Regions from separate parts of the Pan troglodytes genome. Here region 1 is linked to region 2. Evidence: chromatin contacts called from public Hi-C data. All regions are on one chromosome and are shown on one strand. Each heading gives the region's core, a stretch centred on a gene start, on an enhancer-like site or on the middle of the called end of the contact. The rest is flanking DNA. Distances are from core to core; before and after follow the strand shown. Region 1 has its middle 140 kb from the start of SOX4. Region 2 holds the start of SOX4 (SRY-box transcription factor 4).

Region 1 (5,931 bases), core at 2,734-5,233, 140 kb after region 2:
CGGGTGTGGTGGCGGGCGCCTGTAGTCCCAGCTACTTGGGAGGCTGAGGCAGGAGAATGGCGTGAACCCAGGAGGCGGAGCTTGCAGTGAGCCGAGATCGCGCCACTGCACTCCAGCCTGGGTGACAGAGAGAGACTCCATCTTGGAAAAAAAAAAAAAAAAAGAAAGAAAGAAAAAAAAAAAACTGGGGACCAAGGCAAATAGTCTTGAGGCCTACTAACATAAAAGAATAATCAGAGTCTTGTGTAGTGGTGCCTGCCTTTACTCCCAGCTACTAGGGAGGCTGAGGTGGGAGAACTGCTTGAGCCCAGGAGTGTGAGGCTACAGCGTGAATGTAATCGCCACTGCCCTCCGGCCTAGGCAATACTAATGAGACCTTGTCTTTAAAAAAAATGTTCAAGAAGGGCTTTTGACTGGGTCTCTTTTTCTGCCTCTGCTGTCCATGTCTCAGCATAATGTTTTAGTTTGAAATGGGATTGCTCTTTTTTTTTTTTTTTGCCTTCATCAACTGTTTTTCTATCTCGTGTGGTTTTCCTTGTTAGAGGTGGATGCTGGGGCTTTGAAACCAGTCTGCTGAGTGGTTTCTAATATTACTGTTAGGCATGGGAAAAGGAAATCTGAGGGATGTGAATTTGGATCACTGACCTGGCAGGTTGTCAGTTTTCTCAGGGTGACCTAGTTTCTTGCTTAGGTGCCATCAGCGAAGGTTAAGAAAGTCCTCTCACTTCCATCCCTCATGAAGGAACTCAGGAGGTGATTACAAAACAGTGTTGCTGAATCTCACGGCAATCAGTGCAAGGGTAGAACATGTCTCCAGGTTATGATCATGGCTCCTTCCTCTCTTTGCTCTCCATGATGAGATTTCCCCCTCTATTGCTTTGTTTTGATGGGTATTTTACAGGAACCTGGGAGAGAACAGTCTCAGGATATGTACTATGGTACCATTTCACCTCCAATTTAGAATATTTTAATAAGTGATGATTTTACAGATTTGCAACTTGTGATCATTTATTCATTGATAGAGAACGCTAGCCAATTAAAAACAGCAACTTTCCTAGTGTCTTAGAGTTTGAAATTTCACGCGAAGGAAATATAAAATGAGGAAGTATCTAATAAATAGTTGAAGGTCTTTTAGTTTGACATCAACTTTTAAGTGTATCAATTATTTTATTGTAGAGGATTTGCTCATCCTTTTGTGTACTATTAATATTAAATATCCCACTTTGGACTAGATGAAAATAATTATTTTACAACATTATTAATACCTTAGTTTAAAACATAGAGTATGTAAAGAAATGTGTGATGATAAACCATTTTGTAATTTATTTATTTATTTAATTTTTGAGGCAGAGTTTCGCTCTTGTTGCCTAGGCTGGAGTGCAATAGCATGATCTAGGCTCACCGCAACCTCTGCCTCCTGGGTTCAAGCGATTCTCCTGCCTCAGCCTCCTGAGTACCTGGGATTACAGGCATGCGCCACCACGCCTGGCTAATTTTTGTATTTTTAATAGAAACGGGGTTTCTCCATGTTGGTCAGGCTGGTCTCGAACTCCTGACCTCAGGTGATCCATCCACCTCGGCCTCCCAAAGTTCTGGGATTACAGGCATGAGCCACCGTGCCGGGCCCCATTTTGTAATTTAGACCTTCACTAAGTTATACTGTCTTCCCTCACCCGATTGCCCTGAACTAGTACCATTGTAATCTCTGTTCCAATCGTGGAGACAGTTTGCAGAATTTTCAGGGCTGGGCCGCAGTTCTGGCCCAGGTTCCTGTGGATGCTGAGGTTTCCGCTGACTTCCAAGATAGCACGGAGGTGGGGGCGTTGTGTCCTATGCTGCGTTCAAAAGCTGAGCTTCCGTTGCCTTAGCATTTCGCTAATGGCAGCTGTGCTGTGTGTCTTTATTGCAGGTGCTTTTTCCTGGTATTTGTTTGAGCTGTTGGTGTTCAGCCTTGGTCATTTAGATTCTTCTTATCTCCCTGTTATCATGGTGTTTAGTTTAGTGTGTGTTTTTTTGTTTTGTTTTTGTTTTTGTTTTTGAGATGGAGTCTCACTCTGTCATCCAGGCTGGGGTGCAACCTCAGCTCACTGCAACCTCTGCCTTTTGGGTTCAAGTGATTCTTCTGCCTCAGCCTCCTAAGTAGCTGGGTCTACAGGAGTGCATCACTATACCCGGCTAACTTTGGTATTTTTAGTAGAGATGGGGTTTCGCCATGTTGGCCAGGCTGGTCTTGAACTTCTGACCTCAAGTGATTCACCCACTTCAGCCTCCCAAAGTGCTGGGATTACAGGTGTGAGCCACCATGCCCACCCCTCTTTTTTTTCTTTTTCAAATATTCTTTCTTTTCCTCATAGCTGCACTTTGTAATGCATAGGGTTAATAAATTGTTATTAGATCTCCCTGGCCAAGCTTAGAATAGAGCAAAGAGTCACTGAGAGCTAGATGTGTAGACAGGGGCCTTGAAAGTTTTGGTGATTTGCTCAAGGTAACCCAGCGGGTGGGTGGTAACAGAGCTGAGACTGCTGGGAGCTCCTTTTCAGTGATGCTTAACCATGTCTCCCTTCTGCTGCCTGTAGCTGTTTCTGTGTCTGGACTTGTAATTATAGGTGGATTCATATGACACCTCTCTAACTGCCCCAAGAACAGGAATGTCCACCCTCCTTGAAGGATATGAGTTCTAATGTGGATTCTTGGTCTTCTTTGGGGGCTCTTCTTATGTTTAATGCACTTGTTGCAGCATATACTGAGAGTCTGTGAAATGTTTTCAGATGTAAACTATTGAATCATTTCAAGTATTTGTATTCATTAGTACTCATAGCACAAATGCCATTCCTGTCCCTTAAAGTGTGCAAAGCATGGGTGTTTGAGGGCTTGGCAACCAACGTGTGGGCACCTCTATTTTGAAATCGGTTTTGTTTGCAATTAACAAAGGTTAACAAAAAAGTCCTTTTGGGAAGTTTGGCCGAGGTCCTAGAATTTGTACATGCCTTTGCAGTGTGCTCATACTCTGTGGCACATCTAGGATCCTCAGCCCCTTGTTCTTCGCTTTTTCAGTTGACCAAGTTAAACATTAAAGGAAGAGGATTTCTTTCTTGCTGCCAGGGGATTTTATCACGGTAAAAGGCTTTTAAATAATTTTTTAAAGTTGTGATAAAATACACATAACATAAAATTTGCCATTCGAACCATTTTTAAGCATACGGTTCAGTGGTGTTAAGTATATTCACATCATTGTGCAACCATCAAGACCATCCATCTCCAGAACCCTTTTCATCTTGCAAGACTGCAACTGGGCATGGCAAAATATTTTGTATGTACAAATAAATCTTTAAAGCTGAAACAGGCCAGGCACGGTGGCTCACGCCTGTAATCCCAGCTCTTTGGGAGACTGAGGCAGGTGGATCACGAGGTCAGGAGTTCGAGAGCAGCCTGGCCAATATGGTGAAACCCCGTCTCTACTAAAAATACAGAAATTAGCTGGGCGTGGTGGCACGCGCCTGTGGTCCCAGCTGCTCCGCAGGCTGAGGCAGGAGAATCGCTTGAACTTGGGAGGCAGAGGTTGCAGTGAGCCGAGATCACATCACTGCACTCCAGCCTGGGCTACAGAGTGAGACTCCATCAAAAAAAAAAAAAAAAAGGCTGAAACAATAAAGTTCTTATGTAGAAGGTGCAGTAGTGACATATCTCTAATTCAATTTATATTTTCTGTTTCTTTAACATTTCAACATCTTCAAGTAACATTTATATAGTGTTTTCTTATATTCTCATTGAAGATTCAAAACTCATGTGAGATAGGCATTAATATTCCCATTTTATAAATGAGGAATTTGAAGTAGTAACAGAAAAAAGGTAATGAACAAATCAGGACTCCAGCTTAGTGCTGTGGACTCTAAATCCTTTTCTGTCTCCATTCTACTGTGCTTCAAAAGGCTGTGACTAATGTTTTCTTTATCTATCTATCTATCTACCTAGCTAGCTGGCTGGCTGGCTATTTAGCTAGCGATCTCTTTATTTTGTGGGGATGGAGCAGGCATTGAGGGAGGATTTCTGGAGTTTTGTTTTAAATTCTGGGTCTTGCCCTGACAACAGACAGTCGTGTTCATAACCTTGGGCATCTCATCGGATCAGGGATTATGGTGCTTTGCCTAAACACTTAGTAGATGCAGCAGCTGTCTATTCAAATACTACTTTAAAAAATGCCTGGAATTGTATTTAAATTGCTTCAGTTATTCACTAATTAAATTGCAGATTGTTTCTCCTGGGGATTTTGCACTAGGCTGAGTTTCCTCAATTGTTGGTGTTGGACAATGACAAAATAAATCTTTTGCATTGTAGCTTAGTAAAAAATCCTGCTGAATGGGCTAAATAAGTCCACAGTCATCCCATAAGAGACTTATTTTTTAAAAAAACAATTTTTTTTTTTTTGGTAAGACCAGGCATGGACAGATATTGGGCTTTTGTTTGTTTTTATTTCTGTACTTTGATTCTGGTGCTTAAAATACCTGGAGGGGTCACAGACACAACGGAGGCCCATGTCTTCTATTGAATGTGTCAGCTTCCTTGGTCTGCATGGGTTTTACCAAGAACTGTACAATGGAATTCAAATATTTTAAAACCACATGTGTGTTTCTCACATGGCTGCTACAGTTTAAATCTTTTGTCAGCCTGTTCAAGGGGTTAGATGTAGCAACCAGTTTGCCCTAGGACTTTCTCTAGAGTCCTTATAAATGGTCAGCTTGCTGTAGCATTTACAAAGCATTTCTCTATGTGCTGTTTTCATTCACAGAGAGGAGGAAAAAACAAAATTGGGAAAAGGAAAGAACTTAGAAGGGCTCAGTGTCCCTGCAGAGCAGGAGCTTGTAACAATATGCCCTCGATATTTTTAAACAAAAATGCTTGCTTGCTCTTAAAATGCAAATTGTTTCCATTCCCCTAAAAAAAAATGCACAATTTCATGCTAATGTTCACCTCTCTATCCACAGATAATTAAGACTTTGCTCTCAGAATAAATAAGTACCTAACACTTATGAGCACTGGCTTTGGGGCAGCCAGTGTCTATGCTAAACCTTTCACATGCACGAACCTATTTAATACTCACAACGTAGTGAGGAAGGTGGTATTCTCCCCATTTTACAGACAGGAAAAAGAAGTTCAGGGAGGGGGTTAAGAGACCTGCTCAGATGTCTCACTGATAATAAGTGGCATATCTGGGATTGGGTCCTTTCTGTGGTATAAGTGCTCAGGGTTTTTAAAAAGCAACAGGGTTTTTTTTAAGGGTTGTTGCTGATATTAACAATCTTCAGATATGAGAACCAATGTGGAAGCAACTCAGCATATGGATGTTATAGCCAATATCAGATAAAATGGAAGAGGCAAGTTCTGCTCAACAATGTGCTAACATCGGCAGAGCTGAAGTGGGGAGCTGGAGAGGTACCAAAATATTGGATAGGAAACCGAATGCTTTTTCAAATCAAGTACCTCTGAGTGACCCTAGACAGTTGGTGAGAAAGAGTTTGTCACCAACATAAATAATTGGAAAGAAGTGTTAGATGCGTTTGAAGCAACCCAGAGATTCCCTTGTGAAGCTGTTGAGAAGAGACTAGAGTGTGAAGAAAAGAAGCTTGCTTGGTGTCCAAGATAAAATAAGGGATGGATCTTAGCACTACAGATGGAAACTACAGCAGCAAATAACAGAACCAGAAGAGATACTTTTGTATCTGGATTTATGCAGAAAGGATGTCAGGTAACTAATGATGAAAGCAAATAAATCCCCAGTGGCTATAGTATCAGATAAAAATGCAGGACACATTTAAAATGGGCTCTCCACATACAAATTCCACTTTTGAGACAAGCTATACCATATAAAATTTTATTTTATTTTATTTATTTATTTTTTGAGACAGAGTTTCACTCTTGTGGCCCAGGCTGGAG
Region 2 (5,790 bases), core at 3,278-5,777:
TCAACTGGCTTGTAACGCTGGCTTAGGGTTGCTCTTGAAGTGTTTTTCCAAAAGCGAAATCACCCGCTTTCCCCCACGGGGCTAAAACTGTAATTGCAACAACGGGCTGTTGCGTTGGGGGTGGGAAGCCCGTGGGGCGTGCCCCACCTAGACCGCCTGCTGGGGCCACTGGGGTGGTTTTGCCGCCCCCTCAACCCCTGCCACCCCGGGTCGTGTAGGCAGCTCCACCCGGACGCTTGCGCCAGGGCCTGACTGCCGCGGCTGCCAGCGGAAAGGCAGAGACCAGCTGATCCAAGGAGGACAAAGCGAGCCGAGACCTTCCGCAGAGCTTGGCTTCCTCGTAACTGCGCCCAGAGCGCAGCCTCTCCCTGTTAACTACCTGCCATATGTTCCCTTCTCTCAGACCCGAAACCGCCTCCTACAGGTGCTGGGGACTGAATCTGGAGCTTCGGGCGCGGCCCTTGACAAGGGCGCCTGGCACCCTGGGGCGCCTCCGTGGCCCTCGCAAACTCAGAGAGCCCCCACCGTCCAGTCTTTCCTGCACGAGCGAGGGATCGAGGGAAGGCGCCAATGCACGTCTGTCCCTCCGTGATCCGCGGAGAAGGGACGCTTGAAGACTGGGGTGCAATCAATTGTCGACTTCCCTCAGCTCTCAGCCCTTTTCCTCCCCCCGCGCGCCGTGCACGCGCAGCCTGCTCTGCCCTCCTGAAAGAGACGCTGCAGCTGCGCTCTCAATGGGGCCTCAGCCTGCGGGGTCCGGGGAGGGGATGAAGTGGGTGGTTGCCCAGCCGGTGTACGAAGGTCGTGTGCCTGCCGAAGAGTGGGTCCCACACGCACAGCGCGCACCGTACCATCCAAGCAAGGCTCACAGAGAGCATTTAGTCGTCCAGAGCAAAGGATGCTGGGCACCCAAGAGAGCAGGGGGCCAAGTGGCTGTCAGTTCTGGTCAGTGACGGAACTGGACAGCATCTCCAAGGGCCAGGGGATGAGGTAGGAGGATAGAGGAGCCAAGCTCCTGGGAAACGACCCCCCCAACCTATCCGCGACCGGTTGCAAATTCAAAGGAGGGCTGGGAGCCCGCGAGGGTGCGGGAGGTGTCCTCGCTTGGGCTGCGTGTGCGCGCGCGTTTGTGTGTGTGTGCGCGCGCGTGTCTTCAGCTCCTTCCCCGGTCGTAAAACCTAAACGGAAGACGGGTGTTAAAATGCTGCTGACAGGATCGCCTGAAACATGTTTACAGTAGGAAGGACTTTCCTCCAGAAAGCACAGTCTGAGTCGATTCCAATTTATTTCCTCCCTGTAACTGTAAGCGAAAGGAGAGGTTCGGCTGCCGCGGCGGAGCGAGGCTGAGCACCATTAATCCTCGGCGAGCTTAAGCCAGGGAGAGCGCTGTGCCTGCGAGACCGAGTCGCTGCGCTCCGGAAGGCGTTCTGCCTGAAGGAAACCTCTTTTTTTTTTTTTTTTTTTTTTTTTTTGAGTAGGGAGTGGCCTTTGCACTGGCGTCCTTAAGTAAGGCGCGTCGTTTCTCTGCAGCCGCTCTCGGAAGCCGGAGAAACTGCATTCACTTTAGCAAGAAGACAGGGAAACTGAAATTGATAATCCCCCGACTTGGGTTACCTGATCCAGACAGGAAGCTGGTCTAGGCTTCCCCAGTCACCCGGAGCTCCTGACAAGTGAGCAGGAGGCGGCGGGTGGTTGCCCTAAACTTTGATTTATGAAAAAAAATCAGAATTCATCGACATACCCTGTTACTCGTTGAGCGTTTAAGCCTCTAACTAAAGAAGGTACAGTGGTAGGGAGTGGTAGGGGGGTCGGGAGAGGAGGAAGGGGGAGAAGAAAGAAGACTGACTATCCCCACGATTTCCTACCTCGCCTCGCGGGCGCAGGGAGGCTCAGCGATGCCACCTGGCGGCTGCTTCTCCCCAGATTGGGAGCCGGCTGGCTGCAGACAAACCCAGGCTCTCCCCGGGTGCCGTGCCTCTCTGCCTCTAGAATAGAAGCAGAAGCCTGTATTCATGCTTGCAATCCAAGTGGCCCTGCAAACATTCGTCTTCTGCTTGTTTTCTTGAGAAAATCGAAGGAAAGGAATAATGAGTTGGCATTGGCATGAACAGCTTAAGCCTACTGTGTGCTAGTCACTGGTTATGAGAGGAAAATGGTACAATTGTTACAAATGCAGGTTTCTTAACTCTTAGCTTATTCTAGTGATAAAAATAAATGCTAGGTTTCATTTACCCCAGAATCCTATTTTGATATTTTGCAAATATGAGTTATTTCCATATATTATTTTTCAATGCACGCACCCCCACCCCCATTACGCGCTGAGCCCAGTTACAATGCAATGTCATCAGCCCAAAAGGATGAAGTGCAAGTTATGTTTGTCTACTTGACTGAGAAGTAAATCAGCCTCACATGGAGGCTTCTTTTCCATAAAGTGTGGACCCAAAAAAACTGGCGCCTTTCAGTTGACAAAGGCCAATGACATCAGATTTCCCAGGGCTTCTTCCTTGTCAGGTAAAGTAACAACTACACAGTTTTTCCTCCTCTTTATTTTATTTGAACTGAATACTTGTCAGGTCTGACTAGCGCCTACAATCATAGTTTCTATAACCAAGGCAAGGCAAAATCTTGCAAATCAGTGCAAATCCAGATTTGTTAAACTAATTTCCATTCAGGTCCCTCCCTCCATGCCAAAGGAATATATTAAGCAGTGGAATAGAATCTTATTTCATCTATGCCCCATACCATTGTATGGATGTGAGATTTTATGTTGTGTAGATGTGTGAGAGCAGAAGAAATGCATTAGCAGATATTACACTTACATCTCAAATGGAATTCCATCATTTAAGGGAATAAAATAAAATACCTAATTCAAAATTGGAAATGTCTAACATCATTGCTAACAAAGACAGTTTATTATTCTAAACCAGGATTTTTTTTTTCTGCAAAATTATCTTGGCTTTCTCTTAATACAGCTAAAAGACTAGCATTAAGAATTACTTCATGTACTGCAAAGCCAGCAGAGGGAACACTGCGTACTGATTTAGTAGGGGCCACCAAATATCTGGTATTTGGGGAAAAAAATGTCAGTAATGGAGAACTGATTACAGAGCATAGGAAGTTAGGGAATGAGAAGGGAGAAATCTTTTCTCATTATTTGGTATTGAGAGGTCCAACACATTCCAGTGTGCACACACTTAGTTGGTCACAAAGATGACTTTAATAAAAGGGCATTCGTCATATGTTTTCTTACATTCTAAGAGAACTAACCCATTAGAACAGATCTATTTCAGAAGTCTAGGCACTTGTGTAATATATAAATATATATACAGTAATTATAAAGTCAATGGAAGTTACTGATACCATATTTCATCAAGTCTAAGAGGAAATTTTTCTTTTCATTTCAACTCTTCCTGAAATAAGGAGGCATCCTACATCTAGGGGGATATCACAGTTTCATTGGCAGCTTTCTTCCTTGGTGGAATGTAATATAATGGTGTGTCTTAAAATTTGTTGGATTTGTTGAAATACAGAAAATACATGTAACAAAAGAATGAGGCCAGTGGCTGTGTTTTAGTACACCCTTTAAAAAATCCATGTGTTTTAAGCAGAAACATATATGACTGCTTTAACTTCCACTCTTCCCTATCATATTCGATGATGGAAGCATAAATGACTGAGAAATATAATCAATAATGTTGATACTCAACTTGACTGAATTATCAAACTAGCTACACCCTCAAATCATTAGTACAAATTCAAAAATAAATATTCTTTTTTATCCTAGTGAAAATATTGATCTTATAGATAACAGCCCTCTTAAAATAATTTTTTTTTGTCAGATTGGTAACATTTAAGGATGTGTTTCTATGCACACCAGAGAAAATGAAGTATATAACACAGCAACACTGTTATGCAAAAAAGGTGCCTGTGTGTTTTTGGTTTGGGTTTTTCTTTTTTTAAGGATTTGTTTCTCCTTTTTTAAAAAAATTATGTAATACAAGTAGCTAATCGTCAAAAATTATTTGCTTTTACCCACAAAAACAGTTTTGCTTGTGGTTGATCCTTACAGATCCAGTCAGATGGCTACATAGGGTGTTCTTTCCAGTAAAATTCTAAGTCTGACAACCTGGGCCTATTGCCAGCCTACATACTTTAAAAGTTTGACAAGATACATAGAAATTTACTACCCAGCACTAGTTTAATCTGAATCAAAAGCTGACTTAATTATTTTGGATTGACTTTACCTAACCACTTATGGTTAGCCTGAAGAATATTAGTTTCCTATTATAGTGTTAAGGAAAGCTGATTTTTACTACAATTCTAATTTTCAGACATTGGAAAACAAGTAATTTCTGTAGCCAACGTTTATTTTGAATACCTTGGCATCCTTTCTTTGCCACATTCTTCTTAGTATTCTTCATGGAGTTTCTTTCTTTTAAAATCAATGGAATGGCAGGGTTGCCACTATTGTCCTTCTATGGTTCACATCAATGATCTGTGATTACTTTTTTTTTTTTTTTTGAGATAGTCACACTCTATCACCCACACTGGAGTGCAGTGGCTCAATCTTAGCTCACTGCAACCTCCTGGGTTCAAGCAATTCTCCCGCCTTAGCTTCTCGAGTAGCTGGAATTACAGGTGCATGCATCCCTGCCCAGCTAATTTTTTAATTTTTTAATTTTTAGTAGAGACAGGGTTTCACCATGTTGACCAGGCTGGTCTCGAACTCCTGACCTGAAGTGATCCACCCACCTTAGCCTCCCAAAGTGCTGGGATTACAGGCATGAGCCACCGCGTCCCGCCTGTTATTACTTTTTTACATAAGTGGCTATTCTGTTTTAGCCTCTTGAACAACATGCAGCTTTTACTAGGAGTGTGTCTGGCATCTGAATTAGAAAGGAAGGTATTAGTATTCATTGAGGGCTTACAATACATCAGGTGCTTCATAGTCACAAATTCATTGAACCCTCATAAAAACCCTCTATAAAGTAGCTCCTAGTGTTCCCATATAATAGATGAGGAAAACTGAGACTTGGCCACATCCCCATAGTTACAAACCATTAAGAAGGATTAGCAGCCAGGTCTACTATGAATCCGGAGGCCCCATTCTCTTCTGCTACCAGTTATCACCTCCTTCTACAGTTTCTCTTTGCCTTGATTTTTCAGTTCCCTTCGATTCAAGTAACAGATAAGAGGAAATATATAAGAAGGAAAGGAGGAAGATGGCTTTGGGAGGAGGAGAGGGAAGAGAGTGAAGCAATCTTTAATTTTGAAAACAGGGAAAACAAATATTTAGAAAGTAAAACCGATTTCCATCCTTTACATGCCATTATACATCCTATACAAAACTCTGGAAATCTGCCTATTGAGGTAATTACGGAGCACTACCTAATGTGTTTCAAGGGAAAGCTCCCCCGTTTGGGCTATGCAGGATTTACAGGGAGTTTAAATCATTAAATAACCATAGTTGACCCTTGCTTGGTTAAGAGAGTAAGCAATTATTGCAAAGTCCTCTTCCCTGCCTTCCACAAACAGCACAAAAACGGTTCTGAAGGGATTTACACAATACATCAACATCTGTGCTGTACCTAGAGTTGTTAAAATAATTGTGATGACAGGTGTCCAGGTACCACTTTCTTAATGGTTTTCAATATCCATTGATTTATTGTTTTGTGGCTTTCTCTTCCCCTTTACAGCTTTGGCTTTAAGAAAGAGCTGGGGAACAGATTTTGCACCAGAGGCTGATTCTTTATTCCAATGCTGAAAAGAACTAATAAAAATAATCACTTG

The links. A called contact is a pair of places that touch in the nucleus more often than the background predicts.
Region 1: a Hi-C map of stem cell-derived neural progenitor cells shows a contact between it and region 2, with 5 times the contacts expected there. The contact joins the enhancer-like site here to the promoter of SOX4 in region 2. A contact is called at or near these places in 1 of 7 Hi-C or Micro-C datasets (stem cell-derived neural progenitor cells) and 1 of 1 datasets of contacts at active chromatin or transcription factors (stem cell-derived excitatory neurons).

What each region holds. Positions count from the first base shown.
Region 1 is chr5:27,678,693-27,684,623 of NHGRI_mPanTro3-v2.0_pri, forward strand. No RefSeq gene overlaps it. Among named protein-coding and RNA genes, the nearest start is that of SOX4, 140 kb to the left of the region's middle. Within about 2 kb of position 3,984, at least 6 of the 24 cell types and tissues checked have an H3K27ac peak or open chromatin away from gene starts, as enhancers often do. A contact at or near this core is called in stem cell-derived neural progenitor cells, where this site is marked.
Region 2 is chr5:27,537,568-27,543,357 of NHGRI_mPanTro3-v2.0_pri, forward strand. SOX4 (SRY-box transcription factor 4) reads left to right here and starts at 4,528. Exons shown (of 1, transcript XM_527244.9): 1 at 4,528-5,790.